Linked DNA regions of Sparus aurata: region 2 is linked to region 1. Evidence: chromatin contacts called from public Hi-C data. All regions are on one chromosome and are shown on one strand. Each heading gives the region's core, a stretch centred on a gene start, on an enhancer-like site or on the middle of the called end of the contact. The rest is flanking DNA. Distances are from core to core; before and after follow the strand shown. Region 1 holds the start of LOC115587797. Region 2 holds the start of dap1b (death associated protein 1b).

Region 1 (5,340 bases), core at 1,860-4,359:
TCAGCGCAGCCTCAGTTTGGGCTGGAGCGGCTCTCTACTTCTCCAGACACTCATCTTTGTACTGCAGTGAACAGGGTCCAGCGAAAAGGCGAAATTAACCACCTAAAACAAGGCTCACGTAATTTTTTTTTACATCAGGTCAAGTGTACGTTGTATAGGTAAAATTCATACCGCTTTACATCGCCGTCAGACCGCTCTCTTTTGGCACTACATTTTCTCAACTGCAGAACCCCCATATCCCTATGAGCGCTAATGCGGAATGATACGGAGAGTTAAGTTTCGTTTTTAACAAAAAGTAAACCTCGCGCTGTATTCCACCGCTTGCAGATCAGCTGTTGCCCAGTTACGCTAGTGCGTAGGGATACAGAGGATCTGCGGTTGAGAAAATGTAGTGCCAAAAGAAAGCGCTGTCTGACGGTGATGTAAAGCGATGTAAAGGTGAGCCTTGTTTCAGGTGGTTAATTTCGCTTTTTCGCTGGACCCCGTTCACTGCAGTACAAAGCTGAGCGTCTGGGCTGGAGTGGCTCTGTACTTTTCCAAACTGAGGCTGCGCTGATCGGTGATTATGGTAGGGAACAGATCAACTATAAATATGTACTTTATATGACCCCACTTCAAAAAATCCGAACTATCCCTTTAATGATGACTATTCTCTTCTGTCGCTACTGCTGCGCATATTTTAGCATTCTATGATTATTTTAAGGTTTTTATCCCAAATGAACATTGAGATGAACTTAAATTTGTGGCTAGGTTACGATGTGTTTATTTGCAATAAAAGTGATAAAAGCCTCAAAATAACTCTGTCCATAGCTCCTGTGCAAGCAGTGTAAACACCAACACCACCCCGGTATTCCAGATGGCTGCACTGCTAACTCAGCTAACAAGCGAATAGTTACTGCTGTGATGGAACAGAATATAGTCAGCAGCAATTAGCAGTTACTCTGGTGATATGCTGCCCCTTTTTTGGGAGGGCAGAATTAATTCAACAGAATTCAACATTCTTACATATTACACCATTTCATTTGTGAGAGAAATAATGTGTTACCTCCTCTTTAAAAAGTTACATCATCTAACTTTATCCCCATTGTTAAAGAGAGCTTATGTGACTTTTTGCTGAACCACTTTTAGCATTAAAAGATGATCGAGGCTAAAACGTAGGCTAACAGTAGCACACACACTACAGTTATGACTCAGTAAGATAACCACGTAATGTGCAGCAATATCTATTTTTGCGCTTGCCATCATCAGCTACTCAAGAGTATTGAACAATGGTGCATTTTGTTGCTTAAGAACTGAACTTTTTATTTGTGGTTAGGAAGAAAAATGACATTGTGTTGCTTTCAGAGAGATTCTCTTCAAATACATAGTTGTACATCTGACAACTGGCTTGCATGCAGGTATTTTGCCACACATCCGTTAGCTTATCTGCGACCTCATGATCATTCTTCTGATCATTCTGACTCATCCTCTGAGCAGAACTCTATTAATCATAATTACTTCTTTTCGATTGATGATAATAAGAGCACTTGTTATCTGATGAGCTGGTTCCTGTTTAATGATGAAGTACCTGTTAATCTGGATTCTGGCAAGCAATCTAAAAACGAGCTGCCGTCTACTGGCTCGACTTCCACCGCTCGATCGCCGACTTCAGAGATCTGTTGGGCGTGAGCAGCGTGGTCTGGAGGGGCAGGTTCGTCATGGGGCTGGTTTTGTTCTTGCCCCTAATCCAGCTCTCGATCGAGTCTCGCTCGTAGGAATACCCATCTGTGGAGCAGACATGACATTTAATACGAGATGATGATGTCTCAGTGTTGGAGGAACAGAGCTGTACAGAATGAAGTGAGCGCTTTTCAGCATCTTTCGTCTAACCTGCGGCGATGACTGGATCCCTCATCAGCTCTCTGGTGATTGGACACAGGAACTCATCCGGGGCCTCTGAACCGCTCTGCTCTGCCTTCAGGGACTCAACTTTCCTTGTGAGACGACCGCGGAGCCCGACAGACTCTGAGAAACAAACACACTGCTCGGCATTCTGTTCAGTACAACGGCCAAATCGCATCACACACAGTGTGATGTCTTTTGAGTTAAGAAGCAGTGAGGCAGAGATTGTTTGTATCCAACATTAAACCATTCATTTATCATCAAAGACTTCACAGAAACCAACTTATTCCACTAATGTACTTGTGTGAAGATCAATCAGCAAGACGACAGACTGGCTCTGTCCCTCTCGGGGGGTCTCTCAGATTAAACAAACACAGCAGTAAATCTGGACCTCGGCTCGATCAATCTGTGCCAACACACAAAAGAACCAGACGCGCCCGACTGTGTCACGGTGGCTTCACAACTCGGGCAAGGTGTCTTTGTGTGGGCTGTAGCTCAGAGTCGCTCATTCTAACACTCGAAAGAGAAGAAAAAAACCTTTGACTTGGAACTTTTCGCCACCAGCGACAGTAGAGGGAGGACCTTTACTGCCACACATGATCAGGGAGGTGTCGGTGCTGCGGAGGTGCAGGTCAGATGAAGATACAGTGAGCGAGAGCCGCTGCAGTGACGTTCTGTGGTCTGGATTCTCCACTCGAAGTGGCAAATGTATTGTTAAAGACGCGCTGAGGTAATCCCTCCCTGTCACACTATTCCTAGCCAGGTATAAATTGTCTACTGGTTTCAACCTGAAGACAGACAGGTAGAAGTGTGTTTTTTCCAACATGTATCTATTTTATTTGTTACTTCCGCCAAGAATGTCTTGTTTTCACCCGTATCCGTTTGGTTGTTGGTAGGTTTGTCAGCGAGATTACATGAAAATCTAGTCAACGGACTTCTACTTAATGTGGATTAAAACGTTGTGATACAGGGCTGGGGACTATAGGGCCTAGGTAATTATGTATTTATTTAGCTGCTGTGATGTTGGTCAGACTGACAACAGCAGTCATGACTTCTCATTGCCCAGAAACCCCAGAAACATTTTACCTGACACTGAAAATAAAGTTAATATATGGATTTTTAAACAAAACAAAACATTTTATTAACTCAATTAACTGTTCATACTGTATATTCAGTTATGTGGTCGCTGTGGATGTCCAAAATATATAAACTTTCAACTCTGTGACGACCCTCCCTGCTCTCTCTCTCCCTCTGACATCAGCAGGGTCGTCAGCAGCATTGGCACCACCTGGGCTGTGAGAGTCTGGGTGCCTTTATCTCTCTCCTGGAGCTCAGTCCTTTTTTGCTCTCCTCCCAGAGACACCTTGTTCAGCTTTTGTTTGGCATTTTGGTTTCTGTACATCCTTCTTACAGCATTACACATACACACACACTTCTCCACTCATGCATTCACCTACACCACTGATTCCACTGACTACACATGCCATGATTAGTTTAGGTTACTTTTTAAGTTACTTTGTCTTCAATAAATAATTAGTTAATTGTTTCACGTGTGCATCTCCTTGCTTTGTCATGGCCGTGCGGCCCGGTTTGTGACAAGTGGGGGCTCGTCCTGTTTTACTTTGCTTTGTTGGAGGCCGGTGATTGGTGGCCCTTTTGAGGTAGGGTTTTGTTTGTTTTTTTGTTTTTGCGTTTGGGAGATGCATTTTTGATTTGGTTGTTTGGTTTGGTTTGATTGTTGTTTCAGTTTGGGGAGTCTTTTTGTCCTGCAGCCTCAGGTGTTGGCCTGAGTGGGCAGGTGTGGACTGTCAGCTGTGATTGCATGGTCTTCTAGTGTAATAGATCTTGGCTTTTGTGGAGTTTCCCTGGTTAGGTTGAGCAATGTGGTCCATTTTGGCTCATTGGTTTTTTTTGTTTTAGTTTGTTATTTTTGTGTGGTGTGCGGTTGGAGCAGTGGTCTCGGGGACACATCCACAACCAGTAGGTGAGTAACCAGCGTGCTGGGGACTTAACTCGGTTGTTGGTTTGAGTGTTTAAATAACCCACCGCTAATCTGCATGAAGACTAGGCATAGTGAGTTAGATTAGTTTTGGATAGGCAGTTTAGTTAGAGGGGGACTTCACATTAGTCTCAGGGACATTTGTAATGTCTTTTTGTTACATTGGATGACCTTTGAATCACTGTTTGGTTGTTTTCTTCTGCCAGTTGCATTGTTTTGTCTTTTGGGCCTGGTGTATTTGTAGCTCACTATGGCAGGTATAGAGGATTTTGTTGCTTCGCCGTGTGAGGAGTTTTTGGATGGTTGTACTAAAGATCAGCTGTTGAAAGTTGCTGAGAGTTATGACATTGTTTTGAGTGGCCTAAGTGATAAACGTAAAGGTAATGTTAAGTCTCTGGTGAAGATGCAGTTGATTGGTAAAGGGGTGCTGGTGGTTAAACGGGGAGAGTCTGGTGAGCCACAGGCAGTACAGTCCTTTAAGGTTCCATCAGGTAATTTAACATTTGAGCAGCAAAAAGAATTGCTGTTGTTACAGCTAGCTCATGAGAAGGACAAACAAAAGATGGAGATGGAAAGGCAAAGGTTGGAGTTTGAGAAGCAAGTTGCAATTGAACGCTTGCGGCGTGAGACAGAGCAGGCGAAGATAGACTTGCAGGCTACTAGGCTGGGGTTAGTCAAAGAGGGTAAACTGTCTGGAGAGGTTTTGCAAGGGGGGGATGGTTCATCTTCACCATCAAAGTCCCCTGACATGGTGAGTAGTCTGCGTCTCCTGCCTAAATTCAACGAAAAAGATCCGGATGTGTTTTTTTCTTTGTTTGAGCGGCTGGCAGAGGCAAGAGGCTGGTCAGATTCTGACCAAACATTGCTGCTGCAGTGCGTGTTGACAGGGAAAGCACAGGAGGCGTATGCATCTTTGGGCGGTGACCTCACATATAAGTCAGTCAAGGCTGCTGTACTGAAGGCGTATGAGTTGGTCCCAGAGGCGTATCGCCAGCGTTTTAGGACATGGGAGAAGAGGGCTAATCAGTCACATATGGAGTTTGTAAGGGAGCTAACTAATCATTTCAATCGTTGGTGTGTAGCCTCAAGTGTTGATAACTTTGAGGGATTGTGCAATTTGGTCATCCTTGAGCAATTTAAAGACACTCTGCCCAGTCGGGTTGCCACATATCTTAATGAGCGCAAGGTTACAACTGCTGCTGAGGCTGCAGGGCTGGCTGATGAGTATGTGATTGTTCATAAGGGCAGGCCTGGTGAGCCTCGAAGGGAGCCTGTTGGGCGAAAGGAGGGTGGTAGATCACCTGTTCGTTTTGGCATTTCCTCATGTAAGGGGTTCCGGGCAGCACCTCAGAATGGAGAGGATGTCTGTAACTATTGCCGTGAGGCAGGCCATTGGAAGTCGGACTGCCCAATGCTAAAAGCTAAAAAGCAGCATGCTGGAGGCGGGCGTGTAAAACCAG
Region 2 (5,340 bases), core at 1,131-3,630, 140 kb before region 1:
CTGCTGAAGGCTGGACACCCTCCTGGCTGGCCTTTCAGAAGTGACATTTCTCACTATCCAAATGGCCCTTTAAGAGAGTTAGATGATTGACTTTCAAGGTCCTGAAAGGTTTGAGCATTTTTATAATGTGCAACAAGTTAAAACTTATTTTGGGGGACTTCAGGATCAGTTTTGTTGCATGGCCCTTGCCTGTTTCCATGGCAGACATTTTGACTTGTCAAAGCAGGAAAAGCACAGGTGTGACCAAGTACATCAATAACGACGGCTCCACTTCAATAAGTGTCCCAGTAAGCCCTGTCAGTGAGTGAGCGTGCACGACAGCAGAGCACTAGAACCGGTTCACCTAAATGGAACGCAGCCATCATTCATGTTATAAATTCTACCTGTGATTTTTTTTCCTGCTGTTGCCAGTCAAAATGTCTGCTGTGAAAAGGTCTATCATGACTTTCATTGTTCTTTTAAGTCACTAATGATTTCACAGAAAAGTCCAGCAGAGCTTTGAACAACCCTGAACTGAGCCAGTCTCATCAGTGACACAACTGAAAACACCTGGGAGGGTCTGTGAGGCCTTTTATCTACAACAATGCAACATATTTCTAAAGATGATTACATGCTTTGCATGTAAAATCAACATAGTATCTGTAGCAGTAAATAATCAAGGAAATGTAAGCCCACTCTATTACATTCCACCACCGAAAATGTATGTGTTACCATGTTGACTTTGCACAAGAACATACTGTGCAACCTCACACATGCGCTACTGAGACACAAAACACAAATAATATCCATGAGAGCTGCGACAGAGAATTATCACATCGCAGCACTGAATAAAACAAGAACAGTTACATGTACAGATATGAATCTGTGCTTGGCAGAGCAGCAACAGAGCACTAGAGTCACAAATGATTTGTGTTCCTATTTTCAGTAATGGAATGTAACTAAGCACAAGTATTAAGTTTTGAGGTACTTAAGTATTTCCATTTTCTGCTTTGTTATACTTTCAATCTACAATTTGGAGGAAACTCTTGAACTGTTTACTCCACTACATTGAGTTGAGTTGCTAGTTTTTTTTTTAGATAATTATTATTGTTATTATTATCATTATTATTTATAAAAGAATTCTGATTATCAGAAAATACTTTTACTCAGGTATGACTTTTGCAGCCATTTTTTACAACACTGCTCATCTGTAACTGTAGAAGCAGGTTGTAAACCAGGTGGGACTCTTTGGTATCTACACACAAAGTGACTTACACACACACCCAATGGTGTTTTTATTTGTGCTTGATTGACATCTACTGACTCACCTGTTAGACTTGTTAGCTCGTCACTGAGCACAGTTACGCTTTTAAAGCCTTCCCACAAACACTGATAATGGAGACTTTTTAAGTTTGACCCACAGAGCTTAACATTATTTCGATGATTCTTTCTATATGTATTTTAAAGATTTTTTTCTAAACAAAAATGAAAAGAGAGTAATTATCTACTCACCTTCATGCAAATGAAAAGTCAGGGGAAGTTTTGTTTTCCACTAAACATTTCTGGAGCCTCACAGCAAAACAGCGTTACAGCCTTTCCCTAAACAACTGTAGTAGAGGGGAGTGTGCTTTTAAACAACCAAACAAGCCTGTCCACTTTAATCCAAGTCTCCACATCTTAAATGAAGGAGTACAGCTGTAGGATTTTGATTCAGATATACGTCTCTATGTTAATTTTTATAAGTGAATCCATGACATGAACAAGAGAAATATCCGATTTCAGTGAATCATGTGCAACACGAGGACCACAGAGACTCTGTTTGTGCCCACTGACCTTTAATATCTTATACTTAAAAGTGCACAATGTAGTTTTGGGAAGAAGTTTTCATGACTGAATAAGCAAACCTTAAGGGACAACACAATTTCATACTGTTTTACTTTGTTTATACATGGCGGACCCTGCCACCTTTATAACTTCAAACAGGGTTCTGGGGACCTTATTTTCCTCTGAGAACAGCTTGTTTATTCAGTTGTGGAAAAAAATTATCTCTGAGTTTGTTTGAACTTCCGCTCCTAAACTACATTGTGCCCCTTTAATAAACGAAACTTATATTCAAATGTTGTTTTCTTCTGGTTCCTCTTTCTCCACCAGACCGTCATCTTATTGCTGTTGTGCATGTGAGCTTTTCAAAGTAAGAGAAAAAAAACAAAAACAATCCTCGATGAGATTATTTTAAATTGATCAATAAAACACACAGATACGTCTGCTTCCTTAACCTGGAGCGTGTGATTGATATGACACACACCGTTTCAGTTTCATTACATTAGCGGGGGATCAACAGCGGGGAAACCACTGAGAAAAGGGCGTGTCCAATGGCTGCGGGCTTCCTGTTGCCGCCCATGACGTCACCTCCTCGCTTTGAGTATAAAAACAACAAAGTGGGCGTCGAGAGCAAGAGAGAGAAGAGACTTTGGTGCTTTCTTTTTTTGTCTGTTATAATCTGCGGAAAAACTTTTCAAAAGAAATGGTGCAGCAGCTGTCCAAGTCCGGGCCGAAAGAGAGTCCTCTGCTGAAGGCTGGACACCCTCCGGCAGGTAAAACCCGCTCGCACGCTTCTACTCGCGTCTTTTTTTTTTTTTGTTTCGACTACACGAAGCCAAGCGTTGTTGTTTTCCACAGCTCGACCCAGATACAGCTCCGTGTACACCGACACTCCTCTGCACCTCACGTTGTTTTTTCAAACCCTGTTCTGATGCACACGGTGCTCCACTGTAGCCTTGTCGAGGGAAATACCTAGTTTAGTGGGTTTGTGTGATGGTTGCATCACTGTGAGCGTCTGCAGCCGTGATTTCCTCCCACATGCTTTTGTTTTTTTTTGTTTTTTTGCTTCCCAGCAGGCCCCACTGCTCTAAGTCACACAGTGTTCCCACTGGCTGGATCCTCACTGTAACGCATCCCATACCCTCTCCTCCTTCTGTGTTATTATTGATTCAGAGAAACTCGACTGTCTTTTATTGATTTGAAGAGATCTGCTTCCTTTTTTGCATGTTTACTGAAATGCTTTAGAGGGCAATTTCACCCCAAATTAAATATCCTGTCAGGATCAACTCGGCCTCATTTTGTAGTGCACAAAACATAGTATTGCAACTTCATTATTTTATTTTATTTTATTTATTTTTTTATGTGAAGATTGCACTCTTGCATGCAGGGGAAGCTGCCAAAATATGCTGCCATTTTCATGTTATGACTTTCCAAGTCTTATATATGTGACCCCCGCATCTCGGGCCATGGCTCAAGCATGGACATGATTTCTCCAGAGAGTACATTTTTAAAAAAGCATCTTTTAATAACAGACATTTAAATAAAAAAAAATCACAAAAAAAATGTTATTCAGTTAAAAAAAAAACAAGCAAAAAACAGCATGTAGTTTTGATGTCAAGTATTAATTTACGCTAAAGAAAGTGGAAAAATGACAAAACTCTGAGAGAAAAACAGCTTCACTATAAGCTGAGGCGGTCAGGTGGTTGGGCGTGTGGGTGCATGTTAACTGCTACTGAGAGGGGCGTGCTGTCAGCAGTCAGAGAGCCACAGGCGGTGTAGAGCCCTTTTTAGTTGATCCTTTAAGGAAATATTTGCAGTTATTTATTTACTTTTATATTTATTTATTTTTTGAAGTTATGAACATGCTTTAGGCGGTTGCAGTGATCCAATCTACATTCCACAATTGTTCTCCTTCGAGCTATAAGCGCTGTTGGTTAGTCATGTTAATATCAATCACCCCTGGGCCCTGTACGCCGCCATTGCAGGGCAGGGTTGCAAAACTGAGCTCGCATCCTAAATATTGATTTTTCCCAAATTCCTACATTCTTGAACATGACAAAGACATGTGCTTACCCTTTTCATGTTAATAATTTGTAGAAGCCTGAAGTGGGGGTCACAAAAAAACAGAAAAAAGGTTGTTGTTTTTTGTTGTTGTTGTGCTACAGAGATGTTCTCTTACAGCTGTGATCCCGATGTGACCCCTCAGATTTCCCTCTGACTCCCACAGGTTGGAAACTATTTAAAAATGTAGGCCACTCGCTTCACTCGGACTCAACTAGATTTCTGGGGGGAGGGTTGATGCAGATATTGGGAAGTAAAAAAAAAAATAAAAATCATCATGTACATTTTCCCTCAAATGTGGCCATCAAACACTCTTGATGAAGATATTTCACTTTAACTATAAAGAATTATGAATCATCCTATGCTTCTTTTTTCTGCATAATCTCTATAATCAGACTTTTCATATCGGGCAACATAAACTCCAACACCAGTATCGGTCAGCCAATACATCAGTAAGGCTCCACCATATTTGACCATCTTTATGGTATTTCCCATTGCTGTGGATTATAGGCTGAATGTTTTTGTAGAGGGTTTTACACAGAGGGGGTTGGATCCCTGCCAAACACAGGTGCATACAGCATGCTACCGCAGTCTAGATAACCTCTCTCCCCTCTGGGTCAACAGTGAAGGCTGGAGGCAAACGGGTCGCAAAGAAGGGCTTGGAGGACAGTGCCACCCATGGGACCCCAGAGAAGGAGACCAAGAGGTCTGATAAGATGAGGTGGGATGACACAGTGTGCATCAACAACACATAAGAAGCCAAGGCTACAACTAGCAGTCATTTCCACTGCTGATAAATCGATTTTTAGTTGTTTTGATCAATAAAATGGTGTAAAATGACGATCAGTGTTTCCTAAGCCCAAAAAGAAGAGCATTTCCCTAATTAACAAACTGGAATTAGAGAATTATGCCTCTCTTTCTGTGGAACCACTGAATAATCGTCATGATAGTTGACAACTAATCAATGCAGCTTCAGTTTCAAAAATATTTTCAAAATATCCAGCAGCATTTTTGACCAAATAGACTTCTGATATTTCCCTTTCTTTTTTTTCTTTTTTTTCCCCCTCATTTGCAGCAGGTCTGTCGCCACCTCCAACAGGATGCAACAAGTCGGCATTCTCCTGGCAGGGACCCTCGACAAGGTAAACAAAAACATCCCTTTTTTAAAATGGGGGGGGGGAAAAAAAAAGTTCTGAATCTGCGTGTCAAGTTCACTCCTCCTGAGCAAACTGAGTTTGTCACAGTGCCTCTCGGGCCATGTGGGTAACAAACTCCTGTGTTTTGCAGCTGAGCCACGACTTCCCGGAGACGCCGGTGAGCGTGAGGCACAGCAAGGTGCGACCAGCGGTGGAGAAGCCCCACTTGACCCGGACCTTCTTCATCCAGCAGCCGAGGAAGTTTTGAACGGGATGTGTTTTTTTTTGTTTTGTTTTTTTTTTTGAGGGGGACCCCGGAAGGAAACCTTGTCAAGTCAGCTGT

What was found. Hi-C and Micro-C count contacts between places; a contact is called where the count stands out from the background.
Region 2: a Hi-C map of skeletal muscle shows a contact between it and region 1, with 2.9 times the contacts expected there. The contact joins the promoter of dap1b here to the promoter of LOC115587797 in region 1. A contact is called at or near these places in 2 of 2 Hi-C or Micro-C datasets (skeletal muscle and an unstated tissue).

Annotation. Positions count from the first base shown.
Region 1 is chr9:20,328,459-20,333,798 of fSpaAur1.1, reverse strand. LOC115587797 reads left to right here and starts at 3,109. Exons shown (of 2, transcript XR_003985177.1): 1 at 3,109-5,340. LOC115587798 (WD repeat, SAM and U-box domain-containing protein 1) reads right to left here. Exons shown (of 12, transcript XM_030427795.1): 11 at 1,870-2,004; 12 at 1,275-1,764. The coding sequence ends at 1,613.
Region 2 is chr9:20,471,450-20,476,789 of fSpaAur1.1, reverse strand. dap1b (death associated protein 1b) reads left to right here and starts at 2,380. Exons shown (of 4, transcript XM_030429449.1): 1 at 2,380-2,573; 2 at 4,486-4,582; 3 at 4,937-5,003; 4 at 5,149-5,340. The coding sequence starts at 2,504. The coding sequence ends at 5,265.